Regions from separate parts of the Mus musculus genome. Here region 1 is linked to region 2. A link is a contact called in public promoter capture Hi-C data. All regions are on one chromosome and are shown on one strand. Each heading gives the region's core, a stretch centred on a gene start, on an enhancer-like site or on the middle of the called end of the contact. The rest is flanking DNA. Distances are from core to core; before and after follow the strand shown.

Region 1 (5,205 bases), core at 404-2,903, 930 kb before region 2:
ACCATTGGTTTCACCGGTGCTAGGGTGCTTGTGTCTCTTCTTAGCTCCATCCCTGGCCATCTTGAAGTTCAGTGTCCTCATCTCCAGAACGAGGAGAAGTACAGTACCCTATCCAGGGCTTTGTCGTGAAGATTAGCTGAGATCATACTTGAAAACGCAAGCCTCGTATCAGATCAGCACGTGTTGGAAGTGATGGTTCGTTCACACTTGTGATCTCACACTTGGGAGGCAGAGGTAGGAAGGGGAGATAACCATAGTATAAGGCCAGGCAGAGCGAGGTCTCCCAGGCAAAAACTCAAAACAGATTGGCTGGTTTGGTTCAGTGAGGATGCATGCCTGGAGTTTGATCCTAACAGAACGGGGGAAGGAGGGCACTAGAAGTACTTATAATTGTGAAGGCTTTGCCCATCACAGGAAGTCTGGAGGGAGAACTCCCCAGCAGTTGGGTGGGTGGTGAGGACCTCCCTGAGATCTGAGATCCCTGGCTTCGAAGTATAATATTGATGGGATGGAGGAGGAGCTACACCCGTCCCCTATGTCCTCAGGGCATTTAGATTTGAGGAGCCCACCCTAAAACGCCTTGTGTATCAAACAGGGGATCCCCACACAGTACAGGGAGTTAACTGGTTACTCCCCACATTAAGGGATTGATTCAGACAAGGCGCTGGACTTCGTTCTTCCAGTCCAGTTTCCTGCCTCAGGCACAGTTACATTTGCACTGGGGGAAACACCAAACCTAAGAGGGAACTTTTTCCCCTTAATTCAATATTGCTAATGTCTCAAGACATTTACTTATTCTTGTTTCAGGGTTTGCCTTTTCTTTTCTCCTTTCTTTTCTCCTTCCTTCCTTCCTTCCTTCCTTCCTTCCTTCCTTCCTTCCTTCCTTCCTTCCTTCCTTCCTCCCTCTCTCTCTCTTTCTTTCTTTCTTTCTTTCTTTTCCTTCTCTCTCTTTCTCTCTCTCTCTCTCTCTCTCTCTCTCTCTCTCTCTCTCTCTCTCTCCCTCTCCCCCTCCCTTTCCTTCCTTCCTTATTTATTTATTTATTCCCCCCCCCCGTGTTTGCTAGTTTGACTCAGCCTGGAACTTTTGGATTTAAGTAATCCTTCTTCAGCCTCTTGAGTAGCCGAGAGACAGGTGCACTTCACTATGACTGGCAAAATATGTCCTTCCTTCTCCTCCCTTGCCACCCGCTGGAAGTCCTCTTAGGAAGCAGATCCATAGCATTCCTAATTTTAGGGACCCTAAGGAAAGCCAGCTACATTTGCAAATTACGGAGAGGAGGGTTGAAACAACACGGGGAGAACTGAATAGGAGGAAGACAGATGGTGTGAGTGCTGGGGGGGAAGGGACGAGAGATCCTGGAAAACTTATGTTCGCCGATTTGCAAGAATGTTTTCACTTAACCACTTCTTGCCTGACTCCTGGTTCTCAATCACAGAAAACAGGGTGTGTCAAGATTTGGGGCCACACGCGCCAAGAGCCCGGACACTCTGGCGTAGAGAGAGCCTAGCCTCCTGGGGCAGAACGGGGTGGTCGGCGATTGGGACTGTCCCACGAGGGGGCGCGTCTCGGGCTCTAGGACCCGCCCTCGCCGCGCTGGGCGCGGGGAGGAGACCCGGGAACCCTGGAGCCCGGCGCTCCGCCTCCCGTTTCCGGGGCAGCGCAGTTACCTGCACCGCCGGAGCCACACCTGGCGGAGGCAGAAGTCTCGGGGCGCGCGGCGGGGCTCCGGCAGAGGCTGCGGGCGGCGGCGGCGGCGGCGGCGGCGTGGAGCGCAGCGCGCAGCGGCAGGGGCAGGCAGGCGGCGGCTCGGGCCGCTCTCCTGGCTGGCTGGCCGCGGACTCGGGCCGGCTGGGCGCCGCGGCGGGCGCACATGGCAGCGTGAGAGGCGGGCGGCGTGGGGCTGGGGCCGCAGGGCCGCATGGACAGAGGCGCCACCCCGGCCGGCCCCCGTTAGGGCCCCCGATCCGTGGGCGCCACTCCCCGATCATGCTGCCTCGGCGGCCGCCTGGACCCAAAGCGGCCAGCCCGAGCCGCTGAGCCCCGTGGCGGCTGCGAGCTGCATGGGGGAGCGCGGGCCAGGCTCGGGAAGATGCCCCGGCCGGAGTTGCCCCTGCCGGAGGGCTGGGAGGAGGCGCGCGACTTCGACGGCAAGGTCTACTACATAGATCACAGGAACCGCACCACCAGCTGGATCGACCCGCGGGACAGGTAGGACCCGGAGTGCTCCGACCCGGACCCGGCACCGCGCCTGGGCCGCACCTGCCCTTAGTGTGCAGGGGGACTCTGCGTGTCTCTTAACAGGTCTTAGTTTGCCCCCTCTACATCCTCACCCCTCCTTGAGCTGTACAGGAGTACAAAGCTCTGAAGAGCTGCAGAGAGGGGCGGACGCCAAGCAGACTGCCGGCAGCCAGTCCCAGGTGGAGGACTTAGGCCCTTGTAGCACCTGCCCAGAGTTTTGACCTTAAGCTCTAGCAGGGTCCCCGGCTCATTTAGAAAGCGACGTCTGGCCAGGGTGAAGGCAAAGACCAAAACCAGATGAAGCGAATCTTCCCTGGGAACTCCCTTGGCTGAGGAGGGGTGATCTGGCATGGAGGGGTGGTAGGGAGCCCACGGGTCGCTGGGAAACTACTGGAGGAAGGACATTCTGGCGAAGAGAAAGCAGCTTTTTTGACAGGTGCTTCGTTGGCTGCCGAGAAAAGCTTTGGAGCAAGTCTGGGGAAGCCGGAGGTGGGAGGGGAGGGAGGGAGCGCGGGGGAGGGCAAAAGAGGGAGACTGGTTCTCCAGGAATCTCACAGCAAGTTGGAAGCTGTTAGGATGCAGATAGAGGTGAGAGGCCTCTGGCAAAGCCCTGCCTGCCCTAGCCTCCTCTCCTCCCTTCCTTCTGGGGCCAGAGGCTTCTCCACAATCCTGACCTTGGTGGGCACCTCGCTGGGTGTGCGTAGCATGAGCTTTTCCTGAGGCAGGTAGTCTTATCATCCCAGACTCCTTCCCACTTTCAGTTACTCACACCTGGCCCACATCTGCCCAGGAAGGAGGGGAGTCGTCCTTTGCCAAGAAGGAGTGTGGTCAAAGTATCCTAGGAATGTTAGATTTTCACTTGGTCTGTGACCTTGGGGGTTTGGTGCACGTAAAGCCACCCAGGATGAATTTTTTGAGCCTTTCATTTTATGGGGTTCAGATGAAGGGGATCTGAGACATCCAGAATGGGGTGTATAGCAAGATGAGGGTTAAAGAAAAACGTAGGAAGCAATGAGTTCACTTCCTCATGAGTTCGTTCGTTCATTCATTCATTCATTCATTCATCGTTTCTTGAGTTCCTACTCTGCTCAGCGCTAGTACTACAGAGTGTTAGACAGGCTGCTTTGATCTTTTGGCCTCAGTTTCCCCTTGTGTCTGATGAATGGTTTGCTTGGGAAGGAAGGAGTGATAGTGGAAACTCAGAAGCTAGACAGACAGGCCAGCCAGGGCTACACAGTGAGACCCAAAAGTTGGAAAGTTTTTAGAAAACGCAAGCCCAGTTCCTTCCCACATGCCTCACTCCACCTCTTCCCCCTCTCTTTCTCTGTGTGTGTTTAATAACGGTGTGTATGCCTGCTTGACAGTGTGTGTGCATATGGAGGTGGGTGGACAATTGTTACAGTCTAGTAGCTCCTTCCACTTCACAGCCTCCGTTTATCAAAGTCAGGGGTCAGGCTCAGGGGCAAACCGCTTAACCCACGAGCCATCTCACCAACTATCAACTCCAATTTCCCCTTGCTTGTTTGTTTGTGTATTGCTTCAAGATAAGATCTTACTGGGTATCCTTGGCTGGCCCAGAGATCTACCTGCCTCTGCCTCCAGATGGTTGGGATTAAAAGTGAGCACCACTTTACCCAGCTTATTTCCCCGTGTTTAAACGTAAGAGAAAAATCTGGAACCCAGAGATGTGATTTGCTCCTAGTGTTTGGCTATTTCCACTTACAAATTGTCCTTGTGCTCTGCCTTTTAACCTCTAATCTTGTCTAGTTCTCCCCAGGCCTCTCAGAGCGAGGTACTCCAGGGGGCTTTGTAACTGTGTTGGGAAGCTTGGCAACTTGTTACCCCTTAGAACAGACAACTTCAAGTTTATGTGTCCTCCAGCATAAGTCCCTGCAGCTGAGCCCAGGGTGCTGTGTGAGCCCAGGGTGCTGTGTGAGACAGGGTGCTGTGTGAGCCAAGGTGCTGTGTTTGTGGATGAGCACTGCTTTGCCAGCCTTGATGATGACCGAGCATCTGAGAGAATAATACAACATAGAAAACTTCTCAAAAAATGCCAGTCATGCGTTGCCCTTGGAAGAGGGCAAGTGGGTAGCTTCCCAAGAACTGATTTGACTAGAAGGTAATAATATGCCAGGTTGTAGAGGTGTGTGCCACATGTGTGGCTTTCTGGCTACCTGAACTGTTGCTTAATGCTTGCCTTTACACCAAGTCATTAAAAAATGTTTTTTTTTTTATCATTTTTACTCATGGGAAACTAGCAATCTCTAGTGCCATCAATAGAAAAGAATCTTTAAAAAGATACACCTCTACGTTGCCTACACTACTTACTATGAATCACCGTCTGCACCAGGCCAGGCCCAGCAACCTCTGCGTTCAGCAGACTGCCTTGGTGAGATGTCACAGCCATAGCAGTGCTTGCCGGAGCTGCGCACAGTCTTTACTTTTGCCTGCCTCTCCATCCCGCCTGCACTGAGTTTCTATGAAGCCCCGAGCTTGGGGTCAGGGCTGCAGATCACTCTTGTGGCCAGCCAGCCTTGAGAGTTTGGGGGCACAGCTTCTCCATCTTTAAAATCTCTTGTATGCCTGGTTAGAGGTTGTCCCTTTTAACCCTGCCAAGGTGGGCATGGGCTCGTAGCTTAACCTAGGTGAGGTTTGAGGGCTTCCCTTTCCGTGGGTGATGGTAGCAGTCTGCTGAGTGCTCTCCATGAGGCTCCCAGGGCTGTGATTTCAACCTTCCTGTCTCTCCGTACCCCAGCTTTTTCTGAGACAGAAGAGGAGTTATGATGGGGAGAGATGGGGAGCATAAGCTTGGGTCAATTTAACAAAGCTTAAAAGAGCTGCCGGGGTTACATGAGGGGTGAGGGAGGAGAGGTAAATTCCCCCAGAGTAGTTAGTTTCATCTCTGTAACGAGTTAATGGTGTAAAACAAACAAATGAAAAGAAACATATTTAAGAAAATTCCACTC
Region 2 (5,999 bases), core at 3,062-5,561:
TTGGGTAAAGTTAGAATGTTTGATTTTAAAACCCTTGAGGGTCAGGAAGATGGATCAGTGACTAGAGATTTTGCCACCAAGTCCAACAACCTGAGTTCAATTCCTATGACTCATGTGATCCTGCAACTTGTCCTCTGGCCCCCACATGCATCCCATGGCATGTGCATGCATATGTGAGTGTCCATGCTTGTATGTGTCCAATGTCTATGCACATATACATTTTTAAAAAAATTAAGTTGTAAATTTGAGCTTTATTAAAAAAAATCACTGAATGAATTCTGGCTTAGGATTAGGACAAAATTTCCAACAACTTTGAAATTATGTGAAGAGGAATTTTTAGCATTAATAATTAAAAATAAAAATGTCAATAAACTCTAGAAAGCATCCAAGATTCTCTATGTAGGCTAAGTCCTGACCTGCAATATAAAATATGCATTCAAGGTATAATTCTTTACATAAAAATTAATAAAAAATGTTAATCTAATTCATATGCAAATTAATTTTTTTGTCCTTTATGAACATGTATGAATATGTTTCACACATATGTAAATATCAAAAATTCTTCTAAAATACAATTTTATTATGATTAATCATCAGAACATGTTTGATTTAGATACATTCTACATAGATTTTATATATCTACATACCTGAGGTCTGCTTCATAGAAATATGTTTCAATTATAGAAAATAAATTTTCAGTATTCGTCTACCACGATGTCTCAGCATGTGAGTTCCAAACTAGCATATCTTTGGAATGGACTGTGCTAGAATGTGAAAGGGGTTAGGGTTGGGAAAAGGTTAAGGAACCTTGGTCTACATCACCAGTGGCCAACCCATTTGTAAATTGAAGACCCCTGGAGATACCTCACCCTAGCTATGTTCATTTAGATTTCTCTTTAATTAACATTCTATAAATTGCTGCTCTCCATGGCAAGACTCTACCCTAGGCTGGACTTTGCTTCTTAGCTCTACAAAGATGGAGGATCGGTCTATAAAGAAGTTCTGGTTCTTCCTGGCTGTGACACAATGGTCCGAGGTTTGTTGTTACACAGCCTCTTCACTGCTCCCTTTCTCTTCTGTGCTCCAAAGCTTTTCACTTCGGCTGTGCATTTGAGCAGTGTCTCCAAATAAGAGCGAGATTGACATGGAAATTCCTTGCCATATCCAGAGCAAAAGGACAGCAGACAGGCATGCATTGCTGAATGAAGGGGTCGTATTCTGAGAAATGTATCCTTAGGCTGTTTCATCACTGTGTGAAGATCTCGGTGTTGGAGCTCACAAACACGGAGAGAGCTACCCATGTCACGTGATGCAATCTCCTGGGACCACTGTTGGATATGCAGCCTACTTTTGATGGAAATGTCAAGGCTCACGACTGTCATGGTGATTATGATTGCACTGAGTGAAGGGGTGTGTGTGTGTGTGTGTGTGTGTATGTTTGTGTGTGTGTGCCTTTCCTTTTTTCATCCTGCATAGCAAACCTGATACGTAGATATAAATATTAGTCTAACAATATAATGCAGATTGAGTTCACAAAAGGAAGCCTTCCTAAGGCTAAACAGGAAAATGTGGATCTTGGCACTGGACTGAGACAGAGACAAGTAAGCCGCATTTGAATAAGTCTGCTAAGCTGTAGGAAGAGGGCAAGCTGGGTGTGGTGTGATATATCCTTGTAATCTAATAACCAGGAGGTAGAGGCAGGAGGATTGACACCTCCACACTAGCCTGGGCTACACTGACAGCTCCATGCTAGCCTGGGCTACGAAATGAGTCCCTGTCTAAAGAAATAAAACCATCTCTCTATAGACAACAAGGTCACAGACAGCTAAAGGTTTCTGAAGGATCCAAGGCCTGGCTTGAGGCCCAAGAATTTTTATTTTGAAGTTCTCAAGGCCGACTTCAGAAATACATTGTCTCAGTGCCCAGCGGATGCAATAATGCCAAGTGAGCTAAGGCTTCTCACACTGTTCGTTGAGGAAGAATTTATTCTGCCTTAATACAATGCTTCGTAGCCTTGACTGCACATTGGAAGCACCTGGGAAGGTTTAAACTCTCACCACTGAGTCTGATTTAATTGGGGTGAGCGGCTGGCTGAACACGGTGTGTTTTACAGGTTCCTGGGGTGATTTTGATGTGCAGTTGGGGCTGAAAACCACTTCCTTAACACTGCCAACTCCCTGGCTATGGGTAAGTCATAAAAACTCTGTCTTCAATTTTTTTTTCCCTGTGTTTAATGCTGGTGCTTATTACAGTTTGGTGAGTACTTAAATGAACTAATATACTCAAAACATGTAGAAATGTGTCCAGGATCTAGCCAATGTGACAAGAACACCGACCTTTGTCATCATTGTTGGACAGTTGGTATGGTTTTCCCCCCTGTTTTTCATTTTTCTCAGCATGTTCTCATTATCATGGACTCCTTTACATATGGGTGAGATTTTAGGTCCTTTCTAGCATGGACTACCTTAAAGCCCCAAATTAACTAGGGCCATCTGGCCTCCCTCAGCACAGCATCATGTATTTCCTTTTCTGGCCTGGTTGAGGCTAGTCTGATCTTTTAATGTTGTGTGTTTTAGGAAGAGCACTGTACTGTGAGTCACAAGACATCCTTCTTTGGAATTAAATTCCAAAACCACCCCACTGAAAATCAGTTGGCTCATCAATGTGAGTGTTCTTTCTAGAGTCTTAATTCTCTTCTTTTACGTTAGATATCTTTATGCCAGGGTTCTGACTTTGAAATTAATGTAGCCTCATAGTAAGCTTTAATGTATCAGAACATCTAAATCCTCCCCAAATTTTCTGTTTTACTATCGTTTTGGTGATTCAAGTTTCCTTATACTACTTTAAGAGTTTTAGAATCTGCCCATCAATTTCTGAAAAGATGCAATCTAGGATCATAACGGTGATTGCATTGAACCGGTGGATCAACTTGAGCAATCAGTAAATACATTTCCCTAATTATCACAAAACCTTCGTGTCATGAAGGCTCTTAAAATCTCAAGAATTCCAAGGAAGCCTAGACTCTCTCCGACCCTCTCACCCCCATTCCCCTCCCCTTGATTTATTTATCTTTTCATAAGCTGTCCCACACAACTTGACTTCACATCTATATAGTAAAAAAAAAACTTAGAAATATTGTACAAAGATGTTCTAAAATTAAACTCCCTGTCTGTTACCTGATTGGTTCCATTTGGGCCACTTAGCTATGGATATTAGGGCAGACAGCACAGCAGACCATACTGTCCAAGCTTGTCCACTGATGGGCCAGCTGAGAGCTCTTTGAGAAGTTCATAGGTCAGTTAGATAGATGTTATGATACCTACTTCTTCGCTTAACCTATGAATTTAAACTGATTTTTTCACACGTTGGTGAGCTTGTGCCCAGCCATGCACCCACATCTTTAAAATGAGCTACAGATTGTCATATAAATCTGCCAACTTGGAAGTGTATACTTAAAAAATCCCAAAGAACCAATTTTCAACATGTCAAAGGCTGAGCTCATCAGCTCGCCCCAAACACTTCGTGCCCTATCCACTGTGAAGGATCCTTAATTGATACGATGAGCCAATTGAAAAATGTGAGAATTACCTCAGACTCTTCCCACCGCTGAAGCCTCTTTCATACCACCCTGTCCCTCTGTCACTAAAGCCACCTTAATGTCATTTTCCACAATGGCTTCCTTTCATATATATGAGTTGCTTCAGTCCCCTCTGTTCTGGCTCCACAATTGGCCACTGCTTCTGTCAGGCTCCATCCCTGCCGACCTTTATCCCTGCCACGGCCTCCCCGTTGGTCCCTTTGGGTTTCAGAATGCTCCCGTTGCTAATTTACTCTTCACAGCTCTCTGCAGAGTGCTTTCTAAAACACAGCTATGTGGATTTCTCATTGATGATGAGTCTGTGGAGAAATCAGTGGAGTTTCACAATGAGTTCAAGTAACCAGCAATTCCTTGACTTACTATGTGGCTGCTACCCAACCTCTCCAGCAATGCCCCGCCCCCTTCCCACAGACAGTACATTATAGGTCATCCAGAGGTATTTACAGTTTATGAAGTCTGACAGGCTATTTCCTGCTGCTCGGCCTTCTTCTCCTTTGCTGGTCTCACTCCCTGGATTGCTCTTCTCCTCTTATCAGTCTTTCTCTCCCAGCCAATATCTAGCACCTCTTGAAAACTCAACCCAAACACTATCTCCCCTCAAATGTTTCCTAGGGAATATGTGTAGCTTGATTGTGTGGCTGCAGCATTTAGTTTAGTGCCTGGTGTGAAATATGAGCTCAATCTGTGTTCGGAATGCACATAAATTGAAATCCCACAGTTAGGACTCTGGGCAAAAGTGCCTGGGTGGATTGCAGCTATAGAGACTCTGTTCACAGAGTGCAGCAACAAGCTCTCTACTTCTCCATCATTATAAGATTTCCCACAGACTTTCCCAGTGGTTTCTCTTAGCTCAGTGTGTCTCAGTGCAGTGACCACAGTCTGACAGGAGTGAACCACATGTCCCCTAGGGTCATCTCTGCTCCTGGACCCTGCTGCAGACAGAAGGGAGCCTGGGAGAATGTGGGAAGGAAATGGCAGATTCCTTGGCTATCCACACAGTATGTAGATGGATTCCTAGTATGATAACGGAGAAGTCACAATCAAATGCAGAGCTCTTAGCATTCAGAGTTCCAGTCCTTGTGATGGGAAATTTTCTGATGCTGGTAACCCACGCTGACCAATTTCTAACCACCAAACACACACTTCTCAGTTTCTGTCATTCAATTTTTTTTTTTTTTGGTTATACTTTATGTAACTCTCTACTTACTGTTTTTCTTCTCTTGGGTGTGTGTGTGTGTGTGTGTGTGTGTGTGTGTGTGTATCAAAAAGCAAACCAACAAAACCATATTTCTTGATGGGAAAGGCCCGAAGTCCAAGTGTTAAGGTTACCTTTCTTGTTCATGTGACAGAATATCTGACAAGAAGCAATTTAATGGAAGATGTGCTTATTTATTTTGGCTTAGCGGTAAAGGAGGCATAGCCCACCATAATGGGAAAGACACAGTGTTAAGAGTGGGTGAACAGCTGGCAGTCAGGAAGCAGAGCCAACAGACAGTGGGGTGGCCTACAAAAAACACAAAGACTACTGCTAGAGATCCACTTTCTTCAGTGAGAGTCCACCTCACAGCATTCTATAACCTTCCCAAGCAGTATCCCAGCTAGGGAACTGAGTGTTCAAATACCTGAGTCTACGGGAGATATTTCACATTCAAGCCACATCACTGGGGAAAAATACATGTTCTGCCTTTAAAAAAAAAGACATTAAAAAATGCAGAATTTATAAACTTTGTACTGTACATAAAGTAAAACAACTAATTATTGAAAGCTGACTGGTAAGTATATTACAGAAGAGTAAATTTGCAATTTCCAGGAGTCCTCTGCATTCACTGAGAAGAGATCACACCAAGTGAACCTGCTGTTCACTTGCGTATGGAATAATAACAATTTACATGCATCAGAGATGCTGCAATATAAAGACCCTTTCAGATATATCATCTCAGCAAAGTAATACAGCATCCTGGAGAGAGAAAAGGTTTTTTTTTGTTTGTTTGTTTTTTCTTGATTTGTGAACACAGCTCTGAGTCTCTTCTCCATTTGTGTATCTTTAAATCATATACACAAGTGAAAATGATTTCATTCAATAAATGATAAGGTCTTTATTCCTGTTGTCTTCTTTTTAAGCTACTAAGTGGAAGATATATTGAAGGTTATTTTTCCCCTCTTACAAAGCATACAATGAGTGTATGGGGAACTAGAGTTTCCATTCACTTGGGTGGAGATAGACTTGCTTCTGCTTCACAGGCTTGGCCTATCCTCTTCAATTAATAAACAAGCTCATCTCTGTGACTAGCAATAACAATAGTAATAGTAATAGGTTCTCGACATGCAGGGTGTCAAAATTCAGGCTTATTTTTAAAGGTCTAGACAAGAAAGTGGGGCAAAAGAATGGGAATGAATGATT

Evidence for each region. Promoter capture Hi-C pulls out the DNA fragments that hold promoters and counts their contacts.
Region 1: a contact with region 2 is called in a promoter capture Hi-C map of the 3T3-L1 cell line, with 5 times the contacts expected there. The contact joins the promoter of Wwc1 here to the enhancer-like site in region 2. A contact is called at or near these places in 4 of 39 promoter capture datasets (the 3T3-L1 cell line, the SN4741 cell line, liver and 1 more).

Annotation. Positions count from the first base shown.
Region 1 is chr11:35,976,975-35,982,179 of GRCm38.p6, reverse strand. It overlaps Wwc1 (WW, C2 and coiled-coil domain containing 1), which reads left to right and starts at 1,653. Exons shown (of 23, transcript NM_170779.2): 1 at 1,653-2,209. The coding sequence starts at 2,091.
Region 2 is chr11:35,051,808-35,057,806 of GRCm38.p6, reverse strand. No RefSeq gene overlaps it. Among named protein-coding and RNA genes, the nearest start is that of Slit3, 67 kb to the left of the region's middle. Within about 2 kb of position 4,311, at least 22 of the 459 cell types and tissues checked have an H3K27ac peak or open chromatin away from gene starts, as enhancers often do.